Regions from separate parts of the Sus scrofa genome. Here regions 1 and 2 are each linked to region 3. Evidence: chromatin contacts called from public Hi-C and HiChIP or PLAC-seq data. All regions are on one chromosome and are shown on one strand. Each heading gives the region's core, a stretch centred on a gene start, on an enhancer-like site or on the middle of the called end of the contact. The rest is flanking DNA. Distances are from core to core; before and after follow the strand shown. Region 1 overlaps KSR1 (kinase suppressor of Ras 1). Region 2 overlaps KSR1 (kinase suppressor of Ras 1). Region 3 has its middle 63 kb from the start of NF1.

Region 1 (4,237 bases), core at 1,026-3,525, 300 kb after region 3:
TCAGCCTTGTCCACCCTCGGTCTCTCCATCTCCCTCTCATCCACTCAGTCCCAGGAGAGACCTGAGTCTACAGAAAGGGAATACGTATGACACGAGAATCAAAGCATATTAACTGAAAGTTCACATGTTTTCAAATATGCTGAGGCGACTGGAACCCAGATAAGGAACCACCAGCCAATATTCCAGACCCTGAGGGTCCAAGAATCTTATCTCCTTGGAGACGGTCCCTAAAAACTAGCCCTTTCCTCAGGTGGTTTAAGTCGGTTTCTCCCCGGAACAGGAATGAGGCAGCATTTTTTTTTTTTTTTTTTTTTTTTTTTTTTGTCTTTTGTCCTTATAGGACCGCACCCATGGCATATGGAGGATCCCAGGCTAGGGGTCAAATTGGAGTTGTAGCCACTGGCCTGCACCACAGCCACAGCAACACCAGATCTGAGCCGCGTCTGTGACCTACACCATAGCTCACAGCAACACTGGATCCTTAACCCACGGAGCGAGACCAGGGATTGAACCCACAACCTCATGGTTCCTAGTCAGATTCGTTTCCCCTGAGCCACGACAGGAACTCCGAGGCAGCATATTCTTTCTAGGTGCTTCCTCACCCTGGGTTTGAGGAGTCAGTGCAGGTGGAAACCCCAGAACATGAGCCCCTAACCTCATAATTGCTCTGATGCCCCAGACGGCCAGCCCCTCCCCCCTGCACACTCTGTACTGTAATAAAATCCTTGTGATCAGAAAACCACAGGAGCACGAGAATCAATACGGTGAGTCCCGGGGCCCAGGGCTGCCTGGGTATCGCCTGCAGAGGCCAGGTTCTTCCTCACCTGAGTCTGAGTGGGCGTGGTCCTGCCTCAGCAGCCCCCACCCCGAGGGGGGGCTGCTCTGAATTGCCAGGAGGATTGGTGAACTGAGCTTTCTGTTCTGGGGCGGGTAGCCCTGGGCCTCGGGGAACACGTGTCCTTGCCTGTCATGGCCAGGCCCCAGCAGGAACAGGTGCCAGGCTGGTGGAGAACGAGTGTTCTGGCGCCCACAGTCCAGGGGGTGGAGAGCGCTCCCGAGGAGGTGGGCACGGCCCTGCCCCTGCCCCTACCAGGCTCCACAGGGGCTGGAGCGGGCTGCACGGGCCCCTGCCCTCTGGCTGACGCGCCCCTCCTCACAGCTTCTGCAAGGGACGGACGTTGCACTCGTTTGTGAGGGACCCCAAGACGTCGCTGGACATCAACAAGACCAGACAGATCGCCCAGGAGATCATCAAGGTAAAGGGGTGGCTGGCTGGTCCCACAGCTCCCGGCCGTCCCCTGATTTGAGTGCCTGTGTCAGGGTGGTGGCAACGAGAGGGACCTCAAGGGGGGGGAACCCCACCTCCTTCCCTCTGTCCGTGTCTCATCCGATGGGTGCTGGACACCCTGGAGAAACGCAATAGATGGCCTGAGTTTGAATCTTGGTCATGCCAGCTGGGTGACTTTGGGCAAGTTGGTTAGCCTCTCTGAACCTTGGCTTCCTCCCCTGCAAGATGGGGGTGCTGGCGTCACCTCCCTCGTTGGACTGGTGCAAAAGTAAAATAGAATAATCCAGAGGGAGCACTAGGCCTTGGCCTGGTGCTTGATGAGAGTCAGTTAGAATTGATTAAGGTTTGGGGCAGAGGTTCTGCCTTAAATTTTCCAAATCCGAGCTTCATGAGATCAGGCCCTCAGGCTTAGCTCAAGCAGCAGCTTTTTTTTTTTTTTTTTTTTGCTTCCATCTCATTTGTTCCTTTATTTAGCAACAGACAGGCCCAGAGAAAAACTAGATTGATGCTGGCTAGGGCTTCCTCTTTCTTGGTTCTTCTTGTAGTTCGTGGTTCTCTTACCAGCTCCTACCAGGTTTTGGTCCCTTTCCTGCCTTCAGTCTTGCCTTCTTTTCTTTTTCTCTCCATCCCCGTTCCATCCCTTTTGTGTGTCTCTCTAGAAAGGAAAAGACAAATATCTCCATAACTTAGGAATACCCAGATTCCCACGTGACATTCCTGTGTGGCTAAACTAATGCATTCAACTAATGCATTCAGCCCTCAAACCGGAATATGGCACTTGCAGCCAGGCCTCAGTGCAGAGAAGCTGGGGGGAGCCGCAGTGTCAAAGCTATTTCGTGATGCTCCCAAACCTGCCAAGCCCTTTCCCCACCTCTTCCCTCCTCCCCCAAACAATTTTCTCTCCCCCAGGGCCCTGGAGGAGTCTGTCTGGCTCCTGAGAGGGGATATGCTAGGCTGAGTCAGGCTGAAGGAACCATCTGGAAGATTCCAGGGCAGAAGAGAAAAGTCACTCCAAGCTTTTGGCGCTATGGAGCCGGAAGCCGCCTCTCTGCTGGCTTATTTGACTTTCCCCCACCCTTCTTCTGGGAACTTCGAAGCTACTTCCTTTTGTAGTCATCTCTGATATTTTAAGTCTCAAAATACAATAACATGGGACTGACCTCTGGCTAGAGGATCTGGGGGCCACTCTGGAGACTTTGTGAAATTATGGGGAGGAAGGAGAGATTGTGTTCCAGATTCAGGCACTCTTTTTTTTTTTTTCCCCTCCTTTTTGGCCGCACCCAGGGCATGCAGAAATTCCAGAGCCAGGGATTGAACCTGCACCATAGCAGTGACCCCAGCCACAGCAGTGGCAACACTGGATCCTTAACCCCCTGCACCACCAGGAAACTCCCCCCAGAACTTTCTCTCTTGTCTCTTTAAGCTGCCCGTTTAAGGCCATGGTACATATTTAATGTAAACAAGCTTCAGAGGGAGTTCCTGTTGTGGCTCAGTGGTTAACGATTCCAACTGGGAACCATGAGGTTGCGGGTTCGATCCCTGGCCTTGCTCAGTGGGTTAAGGATCCGGCGTTGCCGTGAACTGTGGTGTAGGTCACAGACACAGCTCAGATGCCACGTTGCTACGGCTATGGCATAGGCCTGAGGCTATTGCTCCTATTGGACCCCTAGCCTGGGAACCTCCATATGCCACAGGAGTGGCCCTGGAAAAGACAAAAACAAAAACAAAAAACAAAAACCAAGGTTCAGAGAGGTACAGTCACTTGTCCTCAGTCACACAGCTGGTCCCTGTTCAACCAAAGATGAGGCCTTTGGTGCTCTCCGGTCACTGGGGAAGGCTTGCTTTGGTTTGGGACATGGGCAGATCATCAAGGAGGGGCCTTCTTACATGCAGGGTGGAGTTGGGGAAAGAGCAAGTCCTCTTTCCTGGAGCTGCCTGCTTCTGGGCAGGATGACAGCTCTTGGCAGACCCGAGGGAAGTGGCCGCAGCGGCCCCGCACCCTCCTGTCTCTTGCAGAACAGCAGCTGCCCTGGGTGGATTCTTCTCTGACGCGCTCCAGCTGCACACAGACCGAGCTCTGGCCGCGGCTGAGTTCTGCCTGTTTCTGCCTCCCAGCTCATCCTCTCTGTTTCCTAAATCTGGCTCGTTGTTTACCCCCCCATTCCTCACCCCCAGATACCTTTGAAGGCAGGGAGATTTCTCATGCGTGGAGAACCCTGGATTGGGAGGTGGCTTCACCCGTGCCTCTTTCTGACCTGGCAGGGACGCCCATTTCAGTCATGGCATCTTGTACCCTCCTCCCTGTCTCCTCCTCCTGGGCTTGGTGACAGAAGACGGCTTTGGCTTTGGATGAGCCAGGCCTGGGTCAGGTCCCCCACAGCCCATGCCCTGGCCAGTGTCCAGTCAAATAGCAATGGTTAGAAATCACCCACCCCCACCTCATCACTTGACCGATGAGGGGAACTGAGGCACAGAGGCTGAGTCCAAGGCCACACAGTGAATTAAAATCTGGGCTGGAGTTCAGTCTTAGGCCAGGACTTCTTCCACCACAGCACGGACGGGGGGCCGCCTGAACTCGGGGACCCCCCTCTGTGGGAATTCTCTATTCCCCACCCCCCGATCCCTCGCCCAGGCTGAGGGGAGAGGCCAGCTGTGCACAGCCCCAAAGAGACCCCAGATCGCTCGGGTCTTTTATGATTTAACATGGAGGGCGTCATCACGGCGTATACACTCCCTGACGCCCCAGCTCCCCACCCTTCACCCTTCCACACCTCATCCAAGGAGTAGGTGGGTGCTGGGCAGGAGCACAGACTGGTTGGACCAGGTCTCGGTGATGCTGCCTTTCTTTTTTTTTTTTTTTAATTAAGGTACAGTTGATTTGCAATGCTGTGCCAATCTCTGCTGTATCAGCGCTGCTGCCTGACTGCTATGTGGCCTGGGGCGAGTGAC
Region 2 (4,249 bases), core at 1,707-4,206, 270 kb after region 3:
GAGCTAGAGGGTCGCGAGGTAGGCACTGGGGTCTGGGATCGGGCGGCCTTTCCATGAGAGCCTGGAATGGGTGGTCTCACTGGGTGCCAGGTCGTCACTTTGCTAAATGTCAGCCAAGCACGGCTGGTGACACGGGCGCGCTGGGGTAGAGCGTGCCTTCCGCTGCATTCCCTGCCTTTCTCGGGGCTAAGTGGCTGGTGGGGGCCCGTCGGAATCTTGCTGAAATAAATCTTCTCCATCCTTCTAGTGAATGGTTCTGGACCCGTTCATGCTTTTGGTTTGAACAGGGCATACACTTGTTTTGAGCCTCCTCCTGCTGCTGGGAGCTTAAGAAACTGGGGTTGTAAGGGCTGGCCCAGCCCTGCCTCCCAGTGCTTCTGGTCAACCAGATAAGGGGGGCAGCCTCGTAGGGCCGGCGCGTGCTAGCATTGGAGTTACATGGGCCGGGGTCCAAGCCAGGCTTCTGCGCTCACTTGCTGGGTCTTAGGTGAGTAACGTAATCTCTCCGGACCTCACTTTCCAAAGCAGTTGTGCCCATGCCACTTCACGGGTGGCCCTCGTATGAGGAGTTATTTTATGACTAGATTGGTTGTGAAAAGAGGAAGCTGAGCAAGAGTCAATGTGCCACAAGCCTGGGTGGCTCTCAGGGCGCAGAGCCTGGGTGTTTGGGTGTCGCTGGTCACGTGGGATTTGCTTCTTCTTTGTGAAAAGGAGAAAAGCACGTCCCCAAAGTGGGCATGGGTTGAGCGGGGGCAGGGACCGGGAGCCCAGGATTTCTTCCCAGCCACCATCTTCTGAGGCACCAAGACATCAGGGTCTTGCCAGGCTCCGGCTGAGGTCATGAGCCCAGAACCCCACTGCTTCCAGGTTCCTCGGGGCTCTGGAGCCACAAGGAGGGCACGTGGCACAGCACCCCTTAGACCTGCACCTTTGGAGGAGATTCTCAAGGCCGACTTCAGGGAGGTCGTCCCCTTGGCCCTCCTCTTGGCGCAGCTCAGAAAACTGGGCAGGAATGAAACTTTTACATCTGGTGGGGAATGCCCACCCGGAAAACGGCAAGCTGTGCCAGGCCTCGGTACCTTCTGGTGTCACCGGCAGGGCCTTGGTCCTCGTGCTCTTGTTCTGGGTCACCCAGGCAGGCGCCCTCCCCTCTCTGGGCCCCGGTTTCCTCCTCTGTAAAGTGAATGTTGGTCTCAAATGCCTCAAGGGCTCCTTGGAATTCTGCCTTTGACCTTGGCAGAGGAAGGGCTTCTCTCCTCCCTTCCCAGCCTCGTGAATACCCATTGGCCCCTTCATGCCCTCAGCCCTCGGCGGCCCTGGTGGCCCTGGCGATGGCCTCCTTGGCTTAAGTCCTGGCTCCGTGGCTGCTGTGGGGCAGGGGTTGTTTACAGGGTTGGTGGAAGACTGCAGAGAGGGGCTGCCTCCCTCCAAGGGTCTCCCAAGAGATGGCGATCTCCTGCTTGGACGTTGTAGGCAGCTCTGAACAATGGGGCCCTGTCCTCAGCCGAGCAGCCTGCTTTTCAGGTCTCCAGCTCTGGGCTCACGTCCTGCAGCCTGGCTCATCCCCCACCCGGACAGACAGCACAACAAACAGCCTCAAAGGACAGACTGCGTGCTGAACGCTGGGATGCTTGCCCCTCTGGTGGAGGGGTCTGTGATCTGTCTTCTGGCCCCTCGGGGGGCCCACCAGACTCCACCACTGGGGCCAGGCAGTGCCAGGGACCCTGAGCCAAGTCTGCCGTGGCTGCGGGATCGGGGGCTTACTGGTTGCGCTCAGAGCTCTCAGCCTGCGAATGTGGAGGAGGCAGAGTAGACTTGTCTGGGGATGCTCCTTTGAAGGGTGTGTTTGCACAGGGGAGAATCAGAAATAGATGTTGGGGACCAGCGGGCAGCAAAGGCGGCTGCAGACATGGGCACGCCTGAGAGCCCCTGTCTGTTTCTCTTGGTGCCTTTACCCCCAGGAAAGCTGGTGCCTTTCAAACCAGACGCTGCTCCCTGCACCCTCTGCGCAGGATTGCCGGCCCCCAGTTTCCCAGGCTTCTCATCCTGGGCAGTTCCTCACTGCTCCCACTTCCATCTCTGAGGTGCCCCTGTTGGGACGGTGCCTGGTACCCTCTCCTTCCCGTTGGAGGTCCTCCTCCTCTTCACCTGCTGCCCGCCTGCTCTGTGTCCCCGCCGCCACCCTGCTCATCTGCCTGCTGCGTCAACAAGGGATGTTACGAGGGCCTGCAGGTCTGGGGAAGCCATGGCCCTGGAGCAGGGCTGAGGTGGTGATGCTGAGCCCCCAGCTCCCCCAGCTCCCCTCTACCCCCACGCTGCCCTGCTTGTGTGGGGAGAGACTTCCCCACTTGCAGGTCCCCCAGAAGCCAGGCATCACCCGGGGCTCCTGTAGCTCTTTGGCTGCTGCTGTCAGATCCTCCACCTGACCCCTCCTGACCCCGGTTTTGGAATGTTCCCTTTTGTTTGTTTTAAAGTATTCCATTTCTGACTTGAGTTTCATGGCGGAGTCTAGTGGACAATAGCGGGTTCTTTCCCATGGGGAACAAGCATCCTGGGGGGGGAGGAGAGCCCCCCGCTTCTAGAAGCCCACCCCTCTCCTCTCTCCATTTTGGAAGTAATGTGTGCTGGGGGGGGGAGCCCAGCCCGAAACGCAGGGTGTGGGTGTGTGGGTGTGTTTCTCTAATGCTGGATGTATCTGGTCATTTTCAAACAGCACCCCAGAGGAGCTGTGTGTTGATGACACACAGAGAAAGGTGACAAAATGTAGGCTGTCGAGGTGGCAGCTCTGGGCCTGCCTTGCCTCTCCCCTGTGTTCCCCTCCTGCAGGTTGTGTGCTGGGGTTGGGCAGGGAGAAGACACATCAGCACAGGGAGAAGTGGGAAGGAAGGAACAGTGAGACCCAGGGCCACCAGAGCATGGAGCCCAGCGTAGTAGCTGTGTGTTTGTTGAGTGGCTGACTAACCCACCAGGTCAAGGGTTGCCAAACCTCAGCCTATGGGCCAAATTCAGCCCACCACTGATGATTGTATGGCTTTTCGAACTAAGGATGATTTCACATTTTTAGCTGGTAGGAAAAACAAAACAAAGCAAAACAAGACTATTTCGTGACATGTGAAAATTATATGAAATTCAGGTTTCAGTATGCATACTTAAAGTGTTGTTACTGGCACACAGCCACACCCATTTGTTTCCATATTGTGGCTCTTTTGTGCTCTGATGGCAGAGTTGGGTAGTTGTGACACACACCATATGGCCTGCAAAGCTGAAAATACTCATTCTCTGGCCTGTTCAGGAAGTGTGCCTAGGGAGTTCCCATTGTGGCTCAGCTGGGCACAGGAGTAGGGCATAGTGTGGAACCTGGAAAGCCAGACGTGACCTGTGGTGCCAGGTAGAGTCTGCCCTGGGACAGGGAGCTCACTTTACAGAGCAAAGATGTGGGCGCCAGCACGGGCAGAGCCGGCTGGCTGTGCAGAGGAAAAGATGGCCATGCCTCAGCCTCACCCATCGGGCTCTGCGGCCTGGAGCAAGTTACCTACCCTCTCTGAGCCTTCTCGCCCCTCTGAGACTGTTATGAGGATTGCATGCACTGACCTCTGTGGTTCGTCTAAGAGAGGGCCTGGCACCCAGGAGCTGAGTCATACGTGGTCACCACTACCCTTTCCTGAGTCCCCTCCCATCTCCTCCCCTTTGACCTGCATCCCTCGCCTCCAGGCCCTGTCCCACCAGCGCACCATCTTTCTAAGGCCCTCAAGCCCGGACATACAGTGTGTAGGCTGGAGAAGCCGGCCCTGAAAAGTCCACTGGGCTCCCCCCTCTGTGAGCCCCCGCCCGCTTCGTGGGAGAGGGAGGCACCAGTGTCCCCCGGGGTGTCTCTGAGCCTAGGCTAGGCTGGGGGTGAGCTGAAGGGGCATGGGCCTCATGAGAGCTCAGGCCCCAGGGTGCTGCCCTGCCCTGGTCCCACCCGCCTTCTGAGACCCTTTCTGTGCTGGGCAGCTTTGGCCAGACCTCAGGCCCCACGGTCCTCATCCCGTGTCTGCCACCTACACCCCAGCTCACAGCAATGCCGGATCCTTAACCCACTGAGTGAGGCCAGGGATCGAACCCACGTCCTCATGGTTACTAGTCAGGTTCGTTACTGCTGAGCCACAACAGAAACTCCAGGATCCTTTTTTAAAGCCTCCCGGGTAACTCCAGGTGCCACTGAGGTTGAGAGCCACTGATCTGATGGAGCCAAGCCCACACATTTTCT
Region 3 (4,103 bases), core at 1,577-4,076:
TCTGGTTTATTTACTATCATGGGAGAAACTCCACCACATCCCCCCCCCCCCCCCGCCTGTTGTAACAGGTTCTGTGCTGAGGATTTTCACACAAGGTCTTGTTTATTCTCAAATAGCTCTCTGATTCTTGTGATTCTTGTTTTATAGCCAAGGACATTGAGGCTCAGAGAGGTTAGTAACTTGTCTAAACTCACATAGCTAGTAGGAAGCCACTAACTGCATGGCTCCAAAGCTTTTGTTCTTTTAAATATGATACTCTACTCATCTAGATAATGCTGTTTCTGGGTCTTTTAAAATGTGGAATAAGTTGACTATATTTGTGGTCATACAGCTTTCTAATCTAGAGGTGTCCCAAAGGGGACACCTGGAACTCATGGCTGAAGAAGCACCAGAAACCTCTGGACATCTCTTTTGAGTCCCAAATGCCTTTGCTGGGACACAAGTGTAGTCAGTTCTGTGTGTGTGTGTGTGTGTGTGTGTGTGTGTGTGTGTGTCTTTTAAGGCCTGCCCCTGCAGCATATGGAAGTTCCCAGGCTAGGAGTCGAATTGGAGTTGTAGCTGCTGGCATACACCACAGCCACAGCAACATCAGGTCTGAGTCTCGACTGCAACCTACACCACGGTTCATGGCAATGCCCGTTCCTTAACCCACTGAGCGAGACCAGGGATCTAACCTGCATCCTCATGGATGCTAGTAAGATTCGTTTCCATTGAGCCATGACGGGAACTCCAGTCATTCCTAAAAGGAACAGTCCTTTTAACACAGGGCAGTCTTCTTTCCTGCAGTCAATTGAAATTTCCTCTGAGAATACAAATTTTAACAAACCAAAATCAAGAAGAGGAATCTTCGGGAGTTCCCACTGTGGCACAGTGGGTTAAGGATCTGACTGCAGTGGCTCAGGTCGCTGTGGAGGTTTGGGTTGATCCCAGCCTGAACAGCTGTGGCAAAGGTCGTAGCTGCAGCTTGGATTCAATCCCTGGCCCAGAACTTCCTTCTGCAGAGGGTGCGGCAAAAAGAAAGAATTTGAAACTAAGAACTTTTGTGAAAGTGAATTATCTGAATCTCTTCTCTATTACTCCACAAAGATCATCAAATAGTGACTAAGGATAATTGCGGGGTTATGGGTTAGGGGACATGAAATTATTATGACCTCAAACAATCCTAATTTTTAATTCTTGGTTATCGACCACTTTGTCTGTGCCAGTTGTTACCATTTCTAAAGATAATTCTCTTGGAGTTCCCGTCACAGCGCAGTGGTTAACGAATCCGACTAGGAATCATGAGGTTTCGGGTTCGATCCCTGCCCTTGCTCAGTGGGTTAAAGGATCTGGCATTGCCGTGAGCTGTGGTGTGGGTTGCAGACGCGGCTCGGATCCGCGTTGCTGTGGCTCTGGCGTAGGCCGGTGGCTACAGCTCTGATTAGACCCCTAGCCTGGAACCTCCATATGCCATGGGAGTGGCCCAAAGAAATGGCAAAAAGACAAAAAAAAAAAAAAAAAAAAAAGATAATTCTCTTTATATAATCCCAAGAGTATTCATCCTGATGGAGTTCACCAATGTTGGCTCATCTGCGTTTTATCATTAAACGAGATTATATTCTTCTAGTGCTGGTCTTGAACATGCCACTATGTAATTGAATAACCTTGGATAAGTCACATAAACCCACTGGGACTTTCTTTTCTTTTTCTTTTCCTCTTTTTTGGCTTTTTAGGGCTGCACCTGAGGCATATGGAGGTTCTCATTTTAGGGGTTGAATCAGAGCTGCAGCTGCTGGCCTACACCACAGCCACAGCAATGCAGGGTCTGTGAACTACACCACAGCTGGATCCTTAACCACTGATCGAGGCCGGGGATCAAACCTGCATCCTCATGGGTACCAGTCGGGTTCCTAATGAGAACTCTGGGCCTTACTTTCTTTCTCTCAAAAATGAGAGGTAAGAGAGTTCCCGTTGTGGCTCAGTGGCTAACGAATCCTACTAGGAACCATGAGGTTGTGGGTTCGATCCCTGGCCTTGCTCAGTGGGTCAAGGATCCGGTGTTGCCATGAGCTGTGGTGTAGTTTGCAGACACGGCTTGGATCTGGCATTGCTGTGGCTCTGGCGTAGGCCAGCGGTATAGCTCGGATTAGACCCCTAGCCTGGGAACTTCCATATGCCTCAGGAGCGGCCCTAGAAAAGACAAAAAAAAAAAAAAATAAAAAAAAAATGAGAGGTAGGAGTTCTCATTGTGGTGTAGGGGAAACGAATCTGAATAGTATGCATGGGGATGCGGGTTCTATCCCTGGCCTCACTCAGTGGGTTAAGGACCTGGCATTGCTGTGAGCTGTGTTACAGGTCACAGATGCAGCTGGGATCCAGTGTTGCTGTGGCTGTGGTGTAGGCCAGTAGCTATAGCTCTGATTTGACCCCTAGCCTGGGAACTTCCGCATGCTGTGGGTGTGGCCCTAAAAAAAAAGAAAAGAAAAAGGAAAGAAAAATGAGAGGTTTTGGGAATGAACCCTACTAGAAACTAGAATTCATGAGGACATTGGTTTGATCCCTGACCTTGATCATTGGGTTAAGGATCCAATGTTGCCGCGAACTGCAGTTTTAGGTCACAGATGCAGCTTGAATCACACGTTGCTGTGGCTGTGGTGTAGGCTGACAGCTACAGCTCCAATTTGACCACTAGCCTGAGAACTTCTATATACCCAGGGTGCAGCCCTAAAAAAAGACCAAAAAAAAAAAAAAAAGTAGAGAGAGAAAGTTCGGATGAAATACTGTACTTCTTCAACTCTGTAAAAAGCCTAAGGGCCATGCAATCCCAACTGTGTCCAGCAGAGGACAGAAGAAGTCACTAAAAGCTCAGAGGTCTCCATCAATCCCTGTCACTAGTGTGAATAGTTTTATGGGAGTCCCTATTTTCTATGTTACTTACCTGATTTTTAAGGTTGTGCCAGGCATGAAGGCAGGTGTGTTTCTTGAAAGATTAAAGCAGAGGTACACTGTCTACTTTGGCCTCTTTGTTTTATTTTTTGGCTTTTCTAGGGCTGCACCCGTGGTATATGGAGGTTCCCAGGCTAGGGGGCAAATCAGAGCTGTAGCCACCAGCCTACACCACAGCCACAGCAACGTGGGATCCGAGCTGTGTCTTCGACCTAGACCACAGCTCATGGCAACGCCAGATCCTTGACCCACTGAGCAAGGCCAGGGAATCGAACCTACAACCTCATGGTTCCTAGTCGGGTTTGTTGACCACCGTGCCATCATGGGATCTCCCTGGGCCTCTTTGTTAATATAAAACCATTTCCCAAATGGTGAGCAAAGGTAAATTGCCTGACAGAAGGTGACACATGGGGCTAGGAGCAGCCTTATACTTAGAGTCAATATAAATAGTAAACTTGCTACAGAAAATTCCATTTCAGAGTTCCTGCTGTGATGCAGTGGGTTAATGATCCGAAAAAGAAAAAAATTTCCATTTCATCAAAAATCTTTTTTCGTAACAAAGCATTCCTAACCCTACTTAATGACCTATTTATTTTAAAAAATATTTACCTCAGCAAAACTCTTTGTCCCCCTCAGCTTTTCTTCTAGTTTTTCTTTTTGACCGCACCTGAGGCATGTGGAAGTTCCCTGGGCTAGGGATTGAAGCCAAGCCAGAGCTGTGACCTAGGCTGCAGCTGTGGCAATGTTGGATCCTTAACCCAAGACGCTGGTCCAGGGATTGAACCGGAGCCTCCACAGAGACAAGCCAGATCATTAACCCACTGCACCACAGCTGGAGCTTCTCCTCCAGCTTCGCTAAGATATAACTGACAGAAAACATTGTGTTAGTTTAAAATGAACAACTCAATAAACTGATACGTATATTGCAAGAAATGATTACCACAATAAGATTAGTCAATGCATCAATCACCTCTCAGTTCAAATTTGAAAAATTCTTGTCACAGTGGGATTAGATTAACATTTCTACAACTACAAATGTAATAAATTCATTGAGTAATAAAAATAAGTACATTTTAAAAATTAAAAAAAATTTTAAAAAAAGATACATGGGAGTTCCCGTTGTGGCACAGTGGTTAACGAATCGACTAGGAACCATGAGGTTGCAGGTTCCATCCCTG

What was found. A called contact is a pair of places that touch in the nucleus more often than the background predicts. HiChIP or PLAC-seq counts read pairs in DNA pulled down with a chosen protein or histone mark.
Region 1: a contact with region 3 is called in a Hi-C map of omental adipose tissue, with 2.1 times the contacts expected there. The contact joins two enhancer-like sites. A contact is called at or near these places in 10 of 47 Hi-C or Micro-C datasets (embryonic fibroblasts, epiblast stem cells, fetal heart ventricle and 7 more) and 2 of 2 datasets of contacts at active chromatin or transcription factors (alveolar macrophages and skeletal muscle).
Region 2: an H3K27ac HiChIP or PLAC-seq map of alveolar macrophages shows a contact between it and region 3. The contact joins two enhancer-like sites. A contact is called at or near these places in 2 of 2 datasets of contacts at active chromatin or transcription factors (alveolar macrophages and skeletal muscle).

What each region holds. Positions count from the first base shown.
Region 1 is chr12:44,118,331-44,122,567 of Sscrofa11.1, forward strand. KSR1 (kinase suppressor of Ras 1) reads left to right here. Exons shown (of 19, transcript XM_021067472.1): 14 at 1,160-1,256. Among named protein-coding and RNA genes, the nearest start is that of LGALS9, 35 kb to the right of the region's middle. Within about 2 kb of position 2,276, at least 35 of the 83 cell types and tissues checked have an H3K27ac peak or open chromatin away from gene starts, as enhancers often do. A contact at or near this core is called in omental adipose tissue and retroperitoneal adipose tissue, where this site is marked.
Region 2 is chr12:44,083,170-44,087,418 of Sscrofa11.1, forward strand. All of the region lies in intron 2 of KSR1 (kinase suppressor of Ras 1), which reads left to right. Among named protein-coding and RNA genes, the nearest start is that of LGALS9, 70 kb to the right of the region's middle. Within about 2 kb of position 2,957, at least 6 of the 83 cell types and tissues checked have an H3K27ac peak or open chromatin away from gene starts, as enhancers often do. A contact at or near this core is called in alveolar macrophages, where this site is marked.
Region 3 is chr12:43,815,530-43,819,632 of Sscrofa11.1, forward strand. No RefSeq gene overlaps it. Among named protein-coding and RNA genes, the nearest start is that of NF1, 63 kb to the left of the region's middle. Within about 2 kb of position 2,827, at least 10 of the 83 cell types and tissues checked have an H3K27ac peak or open chromatin away from gene starts, as enhancers often do. A contact at or near this core is called in alveolar macrophages, omental adipose tissue and retroperitoneal adipose tissue, where this site is marked.